2 separate regions of the Urocitellus parryii genome follow, and region 1 is linked to region 2. The links are chromatin contacts, called in public Hi-C maps. All regions are on one chromosome and are shown on one strand. Each heading gives the region's core, a stretch centred on a gene start, on an enhancer-like site or on the middle of the called end of the contact. The rest is flanking DNA. Distances are from core to core; before and after follow the strand shown. Region 1 holds the start of LOC113175727 (transmembrane protein 87B). Region 2 holds the start of Anapc1 (anaphase promoting complex subunit 1).

The links. A called contact is a pair of places that touch in the nucleus more often than the background predicts.
Region 1: a Hi-C map of muscle shows a contact between it and region 2, with 2.9 times the contacts expected there. The contact joins the promoter of LOC113175727 here to the promoter of Anapc1 in region 2. A contact is called at or near these places in 2 of 2 Hi-C or Micro-C datasets (liver and muscle).

The regions. Positions count from the first base shown.
Region 1 is chr12:18,587,110-18,592,270 of mUroPar1.hap1, reverse strand. LOC113175727 (transmembrane protein 87B) reads right to left here and starts at 1,957. Exons shown (of 19, transcript XM_077792062.1): 1 at 1,832-1,957. The coding sequence starts at 1,957.
Region 2 is chr12:18,453,755-18,458,878 of mUroPar1.hap1, reverse strand. It overlaps Anapc1 (anaphase promoting complex subunit 1), which reads left to right and starts at 3,059. Exons shown (of 48, transcript XM_026380054.2): 1 at 3,059-3,314; 2 at 4,543-4,779. The coding sequence starts at 4,567.

The sequences.
Region 1 (5,161 bases), core at 708-3,207, 130 kb before region 2:
CTGTCTAGCAAGCCTATTCTGCACTTGCCCTCAGTGAGAATCAGAAGTGCCCCAGCTGGGGTGGGGGCAGAGCTGGGGCACTGTGCAATCAGTACGACTGGGATGTGACATGCAGGGTCTATGCAACTGCATGCTGCTGGCTTGGTTTCAAAGTGAAAGTTGCTGATGGGCCTTTGTTTTAATCATGTATTTATATGCGGTACTGAGAATTGAACCCAGTACCTCACATATTCGAGGCAAGCACTCTATCACTGAGCCACAACCCCAGCCTGCATCAAAGTGAATGTACTTTTGATAAACTATCTCCTTCCCAAACTGTTATGGCTTCCTGTTGTAATTTCAACATACTTAAACTCGAGGCTCCTATCCCGGGCATGCTGCCACAGACATAATCATCCACTCATGAATCAATTGTCCCTAATATTGCATGAGCTTCTTAAGAAATGGGGCAGTGTGTAAAATTCATCTTTGTAACAACAATGACAGGTCTAGTGCAAGGCACACTGGCTGTTTGATAAACTTAATCAAAAGAACATTTCTTGATGGATTTGCAGTACAAATCAAAGAAAGCCCCACTCCTTTTTCCTTTTCTGAGGGGAGAATTTTGACCACCTAAAATGGGGAAAAAAAATCAGCCCACTTTTTGCAAAGATGGCCCTATGGACCCACCACTACTTGCCAGTTACATAAGAATAATGTTAGCCTAATTGAATTATGTGGCATCCAAGAAACAAAACTTCTCTTCATGGATCAAAGTCACTCTTCCCCTGTGGCCTTTGGATTGTCACCATCCAACACACAGGCAAATAGCTTTGGAGATATGCTCAAGTAGATTAACAGTGTGCACAGTAAATTTGCTTCAGTTTACGATGACTTTCTTAATTGCTTCCACTATAGGAACAGCAGGAAACCATAAGTGTGGTCTACTAAATTTTGTTTCTTACTGTCCAGAGAAATTTAAAAAAGCAGATACATACAGGTGCACAACACAGAGCACAAACTTAGAAAAACCCTGGAAGAAATAGTTACATTGGGTCTGAAAAAAAAACAGAAAAATGCCCACATTTGTTCCTCTGTGTAGCTTTTGTTCATGGCGGGGGTGGGGGGCGGTTTGAGGAAATTAAAATGTAAATTTCATCTTTAGTTGGACATCATTTCGATGCGTGTGGAAAATACTCATCACAAACAGAGCTGGATGAGTCATCTGATCTCAGAAAAGGAAATAATGCTTCTTCCCGACTTTCTGTCTCTCTTTTGCAAGATTTTCCATAATTCTACCCCTGCTTTCCTCCCACAGCATCTCCCCTAACCACAGGACGCCAGTTCTGCAACAGGGACGTGTCCACCCACCCATTCCTGCAGCCGGCCCCTCCAAGGCTCCAGAACCACGGCCCCGCCCCGCGCCACAAGGTCCCGGAACTGACCCGACCGCCAGGGAAAGGCCAGGGAGGAGGGGTGACCTGCGCGACCCCTCTCTGATCTGAGAAGGAAAGGCGGAGGCCAGCGCGCTCTGCTCAGTCTGAACAGCAGGCCGCAGACGCTGCGCCCGCCCGGCGGGTCGGTGGCCCAGGTGCGCGGGGTCGCCGAGACTCGGGCTCCGGTTCGAGTAACCAGGACGTGACCCCAAGCCTGGGGGCGCTGGGTAGGGACAACCGCCCGGCAGGACCAGCCTGCTCTTCCTGGGCGCGGGTCGGGCGCCCCTGGCCGCCGCTGCCGCGGACAGAGGCCCCGGGCGCCTGGGGCCCGGCGGGGCCAGGGGAGCAGCCCCGGCCAGTGGCCAGCGCGCCCCGCGAGGCCCGGGACCCTGACGAGGCCCCCACCGCCCACTTACGTCGTCGACCGCCTGGGTCCAGAGCCCGAGCTCCGGGACGGCGCGCACGGCCGCCGGGGCGCAGCACAGCAGGCAGAGGGCGGCGCGCAGCAGCGGGGCCGCGGCGAGCGGGCGGCGGGCGGCCATCTTGGCGCGGGGGCGCACCTGGCGCCCCGGACGCCCGCCACGCCCCGCGCCGGCACCTGCCGCAGCTCCGCCCCAGGCGGGCGGGCCCGCGGCGGGCAAGCGGGGCTCAGGCCGGGACGTGGGGAGGCGCGGCGCGAGCCCGGGACCGGGGCCAGGGCCGGGCCAGCTCGAGGAACCCGGCAGCTAGGACGAGGGGGAAGGCGGGCTCAGGCCGGCCCGAGCGGACGGGGCGGGGCGACAGGAGCGCAGGGGCGGGCCGCGCCGTGGGGGCGGGGCGCCGGAATGGGGCGGGGACCTGCGTGCTGGCGGGGCGGGGCGGGGGCGTGGATTGAGGTGTGGGCGGGTAAGGTCGTGGGGGCAAGGCCGGGAGGTGGAGCCCGCCAAAGATCCCACGCTCCTGTCCTGTCAAGGAGAGCTGTGGATGGAGTGTGGGTTCAAGTTCTGCTCCAGGTGTCTCAGTCTCTTGCATCCTATTCCCCTGCCCCTGCTCCAAGTCTCTCAGCTCTAGGCAAGCAAACCCTTTTGGAAATTTATGTAGAAGAACCAGCAAATTGCTTTGAGGCCGGGGCCAGTTGAACACAAGCCATTGTGTTGTGAGCATTGATGTGGATAGCACAGTATATAATTTTTCAGAAAAAATGCACGGCAGGGCTCAGATCTGCCTTATTGTGCACCTTGCCTGGGATTTCTACTGTGAAAACCGAATTCTTGGCTTGGTGTCAATGAGAACTAGCTCATACATTATCAGATGTAAGTAACATCCAGTAGGATGACAGAATCCTGGTCTACCAATTGTCATTTACATAAAGTAGGGTTTGTTTATTGTCAAGAAGCACTGACTGCCTTACTAGTCACCCAAATCACTCTCAGTAATGATAAGACTCAGAGTCATTTTCAGTAATTACCTGCCGCATCCTGGAGATTGCCTGTGCACATGTGCCCTTCCAGAAAGCAATGCAATCAATTCTAAGTTAGCAGGGGAAACTGAGTCACGGGATCACATGGGAACATCCGCTGAGGAGGTAAGTCGAATAAGAGAAGACAAGATAACATTTAAGTTAAGGCTGCAGCAAGAGTTAAGTGTGGGAATAGTTCAGGATTAGTTAACTGGGAGCCTTTGGTAGGTTTGATGTGTTACACTGAAGAGAGAAGGTCTGTATCAAGGGCGGGAGGAATGGAAAGACCTTTCAGGAGGCTGAAGTTGGTGTGAGATGGGAGGGGCAAGACTGGGCATCTTTAACAGTACCAGTACCATAGCATACAGGGACCCCTGCACAAAGTCACAAAGATGGAGCTTTAGTCTAAGAATATTGGGAAGGCAATGATGATTTTTGAACAAAAGGAATGAGATGACCAGAAAAATCATTTTGGTTGTCATATGAAACCCGTGCTAAGATGGGCAATGGGATGGCTGGGTAAGAATATTCCAGTAATTTAAGGATGAAATCCTTTGCTTGCAGCAACATGGATGGAACTGGTGGATATTAAGGAAAATAAATCTGGCATAGAAAGATCAATATCTTGTCACTCATATATGGAAGCTAAAAAAGTTGATCTCATAAAAATAGAATAATAGTGGTTACCAGAGGCTGGGAAGCATGGGGAAGAGGGGGCAGAAAGGGAGATTGGATAATGGGATATGAAAAACTAGAAGAGAAGAATTTAAAGGTTCCCAACACAAAGAACTGAAAATATTTACCAAGGTGGAAATGCTCATTATTAGACTGGTTTGACTAACGCACATTATATACATGTGTGAAATTGTCACACAGACTGTGTAGTGTTTAATCTACCTGAATTCTCCCTTAAACCTCCACCAGGATAGTGCAACCAAAAACCCATAGACAGTATGTTCCTCACAGTCAGGAAAACATATACCACGAAATCTCAAATCTAAGTGGGTGCTATCAGCATTTAGAAAGGAAGAATCAGGGGAAACAAATAATCAGATGGACCTGAACACAGAAGAATCCCGCCTACCAGCCCGTATTCTGGAAATCCAAAAAACAGCAGCCTGAGCCTGGAGAGGGAAGTCAGCAGGACCCAGGGAGGGAGGGCAGAGGGGCATAAGAAAAGGGCCAATTGTCCTGGGCCTTGGAAATTCTTCACCTGACAAGTGAAGCTTCCATCTAAAGCAAAGTCCAGCAGCCAGAGAGTTCACCAGAAGAGGAATTAAAGTTCAGCAGGACAGGGCCAACAGAAGAGAAGGCAAAGGAGCACACCCAGCAAGTACAGGAGCTGAGGGGGGCCAACAGACCTGAGCAGAGCCCAGAGACCTGAGCAGACTCAAAGCTGTTAAAGCACAGCAGGGTGAGGCTAGGGTGTGTTCAGCTCAGCCGTTCATCCAAGTTCAGTAAAACTAGCTTCACATGAGATAAGAAATAGTAAAGATATTTAAAATTACTATAAAAAAGAGAATATGGGCTGGGCTCAGTGATAGCACACTTGCCCAGCATGTGTGAGTCACTTGTTCGATTCTCAGCAATACATATACATAAATTAAAAAAAAAAGAAAGGTCTAGGAACAACTAAAAAAATATATTTTTTCTTATGCCTTTATTTTATTTATTTTTATGTGGTGCTGAGGATCAAACTCAGGACCTCACACGTGCTAGACGAGAGCGCTCTACCACCAAGCCACTACCCCAGCCCCCCCAAACAATATTTTTTTAAAAAGAGAATATGGAACAGAACACATTCCTTCAAAAAAAATGAAAGCATGTCTAAAAACCATGTCTAAAAACCACCAAAGAACTGAAAGAAAAGGCATTGAGAGAAATTAAGAACATGATAGGGGTCGTGAATAAGCAACAAAAATTAAGAGTTGAAAACTCAGGGAGAAACGTGATAGAATTCATCAATGCTATATATCTGATTTTTTTTTTCCGGTTTGCTTTAGTATATTGAACATCTTTCTAAAATAAACTATGAGAAAGCCATTCTAATTCAATGGAAGAGATGCTGAAGGATTCAAGATTAACATCCATTATCAGCAACGTAAAATGGAGAGAAAGATCCGTGAATTGTGCTCGTAGAATTCTGCCGCCATGGGAGACGGAAGGGTCAAGCCGAAAGCCATCAATGGGAAAGATGAAGAAAGATGGGCTCTCAGAGCAGGGGTTTCTGGCTAGAAGCTGTTCTTTGCTCACTGTGTCAATTTTTTCTCCCAGCCTCCTCAGGCTGATTCTCTAGGCTAAGATGGGG
Region 2 (5,124 bases), core at 1,810-4,309:
TTTAATTGACTTTTAAAAAACATCATAGATGGGCTGGGGATGTGGCTCAGGCAGTAGCGCGCTCGCCTGGCATGCGTGCGGCCCGGGTTCGATCCCCAGCACCACATACCAACAAAGATGTTGTGTCCGCCGAGAACTAAAAAATAAATATTAAAAAAAAAAAATAAAAATAAAAAACATCATAGGGATTTTAATAGGTATTCCATTAAATCTGTATAATGCTTTTGGCAATATGGCCATTTTGACAATGTTAATTCTGCCTATCCAAGAGCATGGGAGATCTTTCCATCTTCTAAGTTCTTCTTTCTTTCTTTAGTTTTCTGCAGTGTTCATTGTAGAGGTAAAAGAAGTCTATTTTATGATGGTGGGTCTATCTAGATCTGTATCCAAGATGCAACCTCAGGACCCTTGATAAAGGTCATCCATGCTTGTTTGGTAGACTATGAGAGGGTTAGGAGGATCTTTGGATTCTGATTCCAGTGTATGCCTAAAGTAACATTAGAAGGGGGAGGACGATGGAGACAAGAGGAGCTGTGGGTCTTCTGAAGCTCCTGGATTTGTGGTTTGGACCTCCACCAGGGGAGACAGTTAGTGGCACGTGTAGAAGGATCTGCTTTCTTTTTTCAGAGGGGGGTGAGGGACTGGGGGTGGAACCCAGAGGCTCTGTACTACTCAGCTACATTCCCTGCCCCCCCACCCCCTTTCAGAATATTGTTGAGATAGAGTCTTCCTAAGTTGCTGAGGCTGGCCTTGAATTTGCCTCAGCCACTGGAGTTGCTGAGAGGATTTGCTTTCTTAAGAGACTTTTGCATTCTGGAGCCGGGGTGGGCAGACAGGGCTGCTCACAATGCAGGAGTGCTGCAGGGGCAGGGCCTCAGTTGCCACCTGCAGGAAATGCAGCGACTGCTCTGGCACTTGAAGGATTAAGAGCCTTGGGAGCATTGAAGGGGAAAGATCAGTGTAGACCTTCGAGTCCTCAGAGAGGACAATGCAGTCAAGGCCAAAGAGGCACCCTGAGAGAACTCTTTGAGCAGAGAAGGGAATGCCCAGGAGTGAGAGTTGGGGGAAATTTTTTGGTGACTCTGCTTCAGACCCTGGACAGGTAGTGGTGTAAGACTGTAGACGGGGCTACCTCAGTTCCCTAGAAATAGGGCTGGAAACAAAGAGGAATGCAGCTGCTTTAGCCCAAGACAGAGAATGGACAGGGGAAACACATACGGAAGGGAAGGATGACAATATCATTCTGGCTGCTGCTTTACAACAGAATGCCCCAAATTTTGCACACTGCTGAACAGGGCTGACCACTAGGTCACACAGGATATCTTCGGATAGTCTGTGCAGAAAGACCATGCCTTAGAATAGTCCACCGAGGGAGAAGAAAGAGAATTTAATTAAGTCTGGTTCCTTTCTGCCTGTTCTTGTTGGTCAAAGTTTGCTTTGTATCTAGGTTTCTGTTGACCTCTTTAGAAGCCAGCGCCCACACCCCACAGGGAAGCCATTTATCCAAGTCTGGATAAATATCTTCTCTCTGCAGGAGAAGCCAGAATCAGGGAGTGGGATGATGGCTTGGCTGCACAGTGCGTCCAGGGGAGAGGGCCTGGCTTTCTGCAGCACATGCCATCTGGTAGGGCCATGGAGGCTGGTGGAGATGCAGGCAGGCCCCAGGTGGCTGAGGTGGGACACGAGGTAGGGGTTATGGAAACTGGTGAGGAAGAGAAACTGAGAGATAACTGAGGTGTGTCCTGCTGCTGCAGGTTTTTCCAGAAAATCCTGGTGGGGGTAGAAAGGGACATTGAAGGAAGGTAAAGCCTGTGGGAAGGAGCAGATTAAGGATAAGAGCAGCCCATGTGGGAAGATTATTAATTTGTCCTCTGTATCCTCAGGCCAGGATATTCTAGGAATATTTTGATTTCAGATAAATGTCTAAAATGAAAACCCGGTTTACGCAAAAAATTTTGAGTTTAAGTGCATGTTTTCAATAAGGGGCATTTGAGATAAGGGTAAGGAATTAATCAAGATATCAAGGCAATGAAGTGCAAGGTGTGTTTGGGGAATCTCAGTAAACACTTTAAGTGAAGACACAAAATTCCAGCCAACCTTACATTTTGAGTGAAGAATTAGAACTTTATCTGTTAGATAATAGGAGTAGTAAAATAAAATACTCCAATTAATAATATGAATATCCTCTCTAACACATTCTCTCTCTCTCTCTATATATATATCTTTTTCTCTTTCTTTCCTTCCTTCCTTCCTTCTTTCTTTCTTCTTCTTCTTTTTTTTTTTCTCTTGGTACTGCAGATCAAACCCAGGGGCATTTTACCACTGAGCTACATTCCCAACCCTTAATTTTTTTTTTTTTTTTTTGAGAAAGGGTTTGGCTACATTGCTTAAGGCTTCCCTAAATTGCTGAGAACTTGCAATTCTCCTGCTTCAGTTTCCCAACTTACTGGGATTACAGGTTTGGGATATCGTGCCTGGTTCGTGGCAATATACTCTGACCCTAGAGATTCAGGCAATGGGACATGAAGTTCAAGAAAGTGTTCTAGCTCTCAAAACTGTGATAGTTACAGGTGGACCCTCAGGACGGAGGGAGGGAGGGATAAAGCTGGGCTTCCTAAGATGAAAGCCTGAGAATGTGTCTGCGAACTTCGGAAACTGCACTCCTCCTGCCAATCAGAGTCTGGATCCCACGGGGTTAAAGTGCACCGGCAAAGAGAGAATAGCAGCCATCTCCCTCGCCCTCCCACCCTGTCTGGAGGCACATACTTCCATTGGGGTCAGTAGGCTGAAGCAAAACCAGCCATAAAAACCATCTCACTGAGTGAGGAGGCAGCTCAGGCTCCCGGCGACACACGCAGGACAGGATCTCTGGATGCCTGCAGCGGTGCATGGGTGCACAGAGCCAGCAGAGGCCGCCGCCCAGCTCCGCGCGCAACTGTGAAAGGGGCGGTCGGGCGCGAGTTGGGCGGGCCCACCTTCGCGCTACTGCGCAGGCTCCAGGGCTGCGGACGCCCCACCTCCCGCGACGCCCCGCCCCGGCGCGAGGCAGGTCGGGAAGGCCAAGATGGACGCGTCCATTTGAACGTCTCGCATGCCTGCCTGTCGTTAACAGTCTAGTACTGTCGTTGCCCGTTCTCCCTCCGGAATAGGGGAGGGAGAGGGGATGAGAAGCTGCGGCGGCCGAGGAGTCACCCCGACCGCTCTGCCGCTGCCCTCGGGCTTCCTCGGCCCCCGCGCCTCCGGGGAGGGGCCGGGGCTCGCCGCGCCTGACGCGTCCCGAGTCCTACAGGTGCGGGCCGCGCCGCCGCTAGCGGGTGGGTCGCGCGCCTTGACGTTCGCCTCCGCCCCGAGGGGCTCGCGCGGGGACCGAAGGGGTGGGACCCGGGGCGGGCCAAGGGGCTTCCCGCCCCAGGGTCGCGCTCTCCGGGGCGCGCCTGGCTTCGCCGAGCCGGGTGCGGCGTCCCGGGTGCGGCCCGGGCCTTTGGACCCGGGCTCGGAGCCGGTGTGCGGAGGCTGAGGCGCTTAGCCTGCGGCTTCCACCACCCGGGAAAGGCCAGGCGCTCTGCGCTCTACGGAGACGCGGCTCCAGGTCCCCGCTCTGGATGGGGGTGTCCTTTTTTGGCGCGGTAGTTTTTGCTCTAGTCGTCAGTGCTGACGTTTTGATTGGCACCACATCAACTTACTCCTCTTACTGTAGCTGGTTATGTTGCCTAAATTGTTGACACATTTGTAAAGTAAACTTGCTTTACTGTAAAAAATATTAAATACGTTGCCCTAATCAGAACAAAAACTTACCATACTGTAAAAAATAAGGCTAATACAATACAAATAAAAATTCTGCAGTTTTCTCTCAGGTTCTAAGAAAATACATTAGAAAACTGCACGACTAAAGTTGGATAAAGTCCCGAGCTCTTTAATGTTGGTTCTTTTGTTGAGAAGATAGGAAGGCCAGCTGAAGTTTGAAATTCTTGTAAGTTTTATAAGATGCTTTTAAGGTTCTGTCCCACATCTAGTGTTCTCAATACTGGTTTTCTAGCACGTGGAGCAAAGAACTTGTGCCATATTTCATGCCATAATTATCTCAGGCATAACATTTATAGTGAAATAACTTTGTGGCTCTAGGGGAGCTGTATAGAAATTACAGAGGCTTTGAGGTGTTTGTGCAGCAATTCAAAGTGACACCAAACAGATCTCAGGTGAGAATCTTAAGTCAAATTCGGTTAAACTTTGTTTTTCTTGAGTGCTATTTCAGTCATGCTAAGGGCTCTTTGTAGTGCTGACATCAAGTATTTCGAGTTCTGCATTTGAGGGTTGCACAGCTTAAATGTTATGCCATGAAACCCATTTCTGGATGTTGTCTCAGGGACAGAACTGGCACCGGTACTATTAAATATACAGTGTTAAGATTTTACCCACTGTCACTCCACATGGAAGTGTTTGGGAAGTAAGAGTGGCATGTTTTCACCACAACTCCTCCATGTCTTTGTAGAAATAAACTGGTTTGATTCTAAAAGCTGACCAGATGTGTTTGAATCTATACAGAAATAATGTTGATATCTGGAACCCATGTCGAACTTCTATGAAGAAAGGGCAACAATGATTGCAGCAGGAGATTTGCAAGAATTTGTTCCTTTTGGTCGAGACCACTGCAAGCACCACCCTAATGCTTTGAACCTTCAGCTTCGCCAGCTGCAGCCGGCCTCTGAGCTGTGGTCTTCTGATGGTGCTGCTGGCTTGGTGGGATCTCTTCAGGAGGTTACAATCCACGAGAAACACAAGGTGCCATAAAGATTCTCAGTGTATTTTTGAAATGTTGAGTAATATAAACTTGAAATTTAAGGCTACCCCCATGCAACTGAGAAAAGAGTAAGGTGCTACTTCCAGGGTAAATGCTAAGGTGTTGTAATTTCAGTCAATGCTAAAATAACAATGTACTAAATAATAGTGTCTTAACTGCTAGTTTTAGACATACTGTATAGCTTGTGATTTTATACTGAGAATCATTATTGTGATTATGCTTCTTTTTAAGCATTTCTGTTAATATGTGGAAACTAGATTTTGTGTTATTTGATGATTAAATGGTAGACATTAGAAATGGTCCCTGCAGTTAATCACTTACATGTT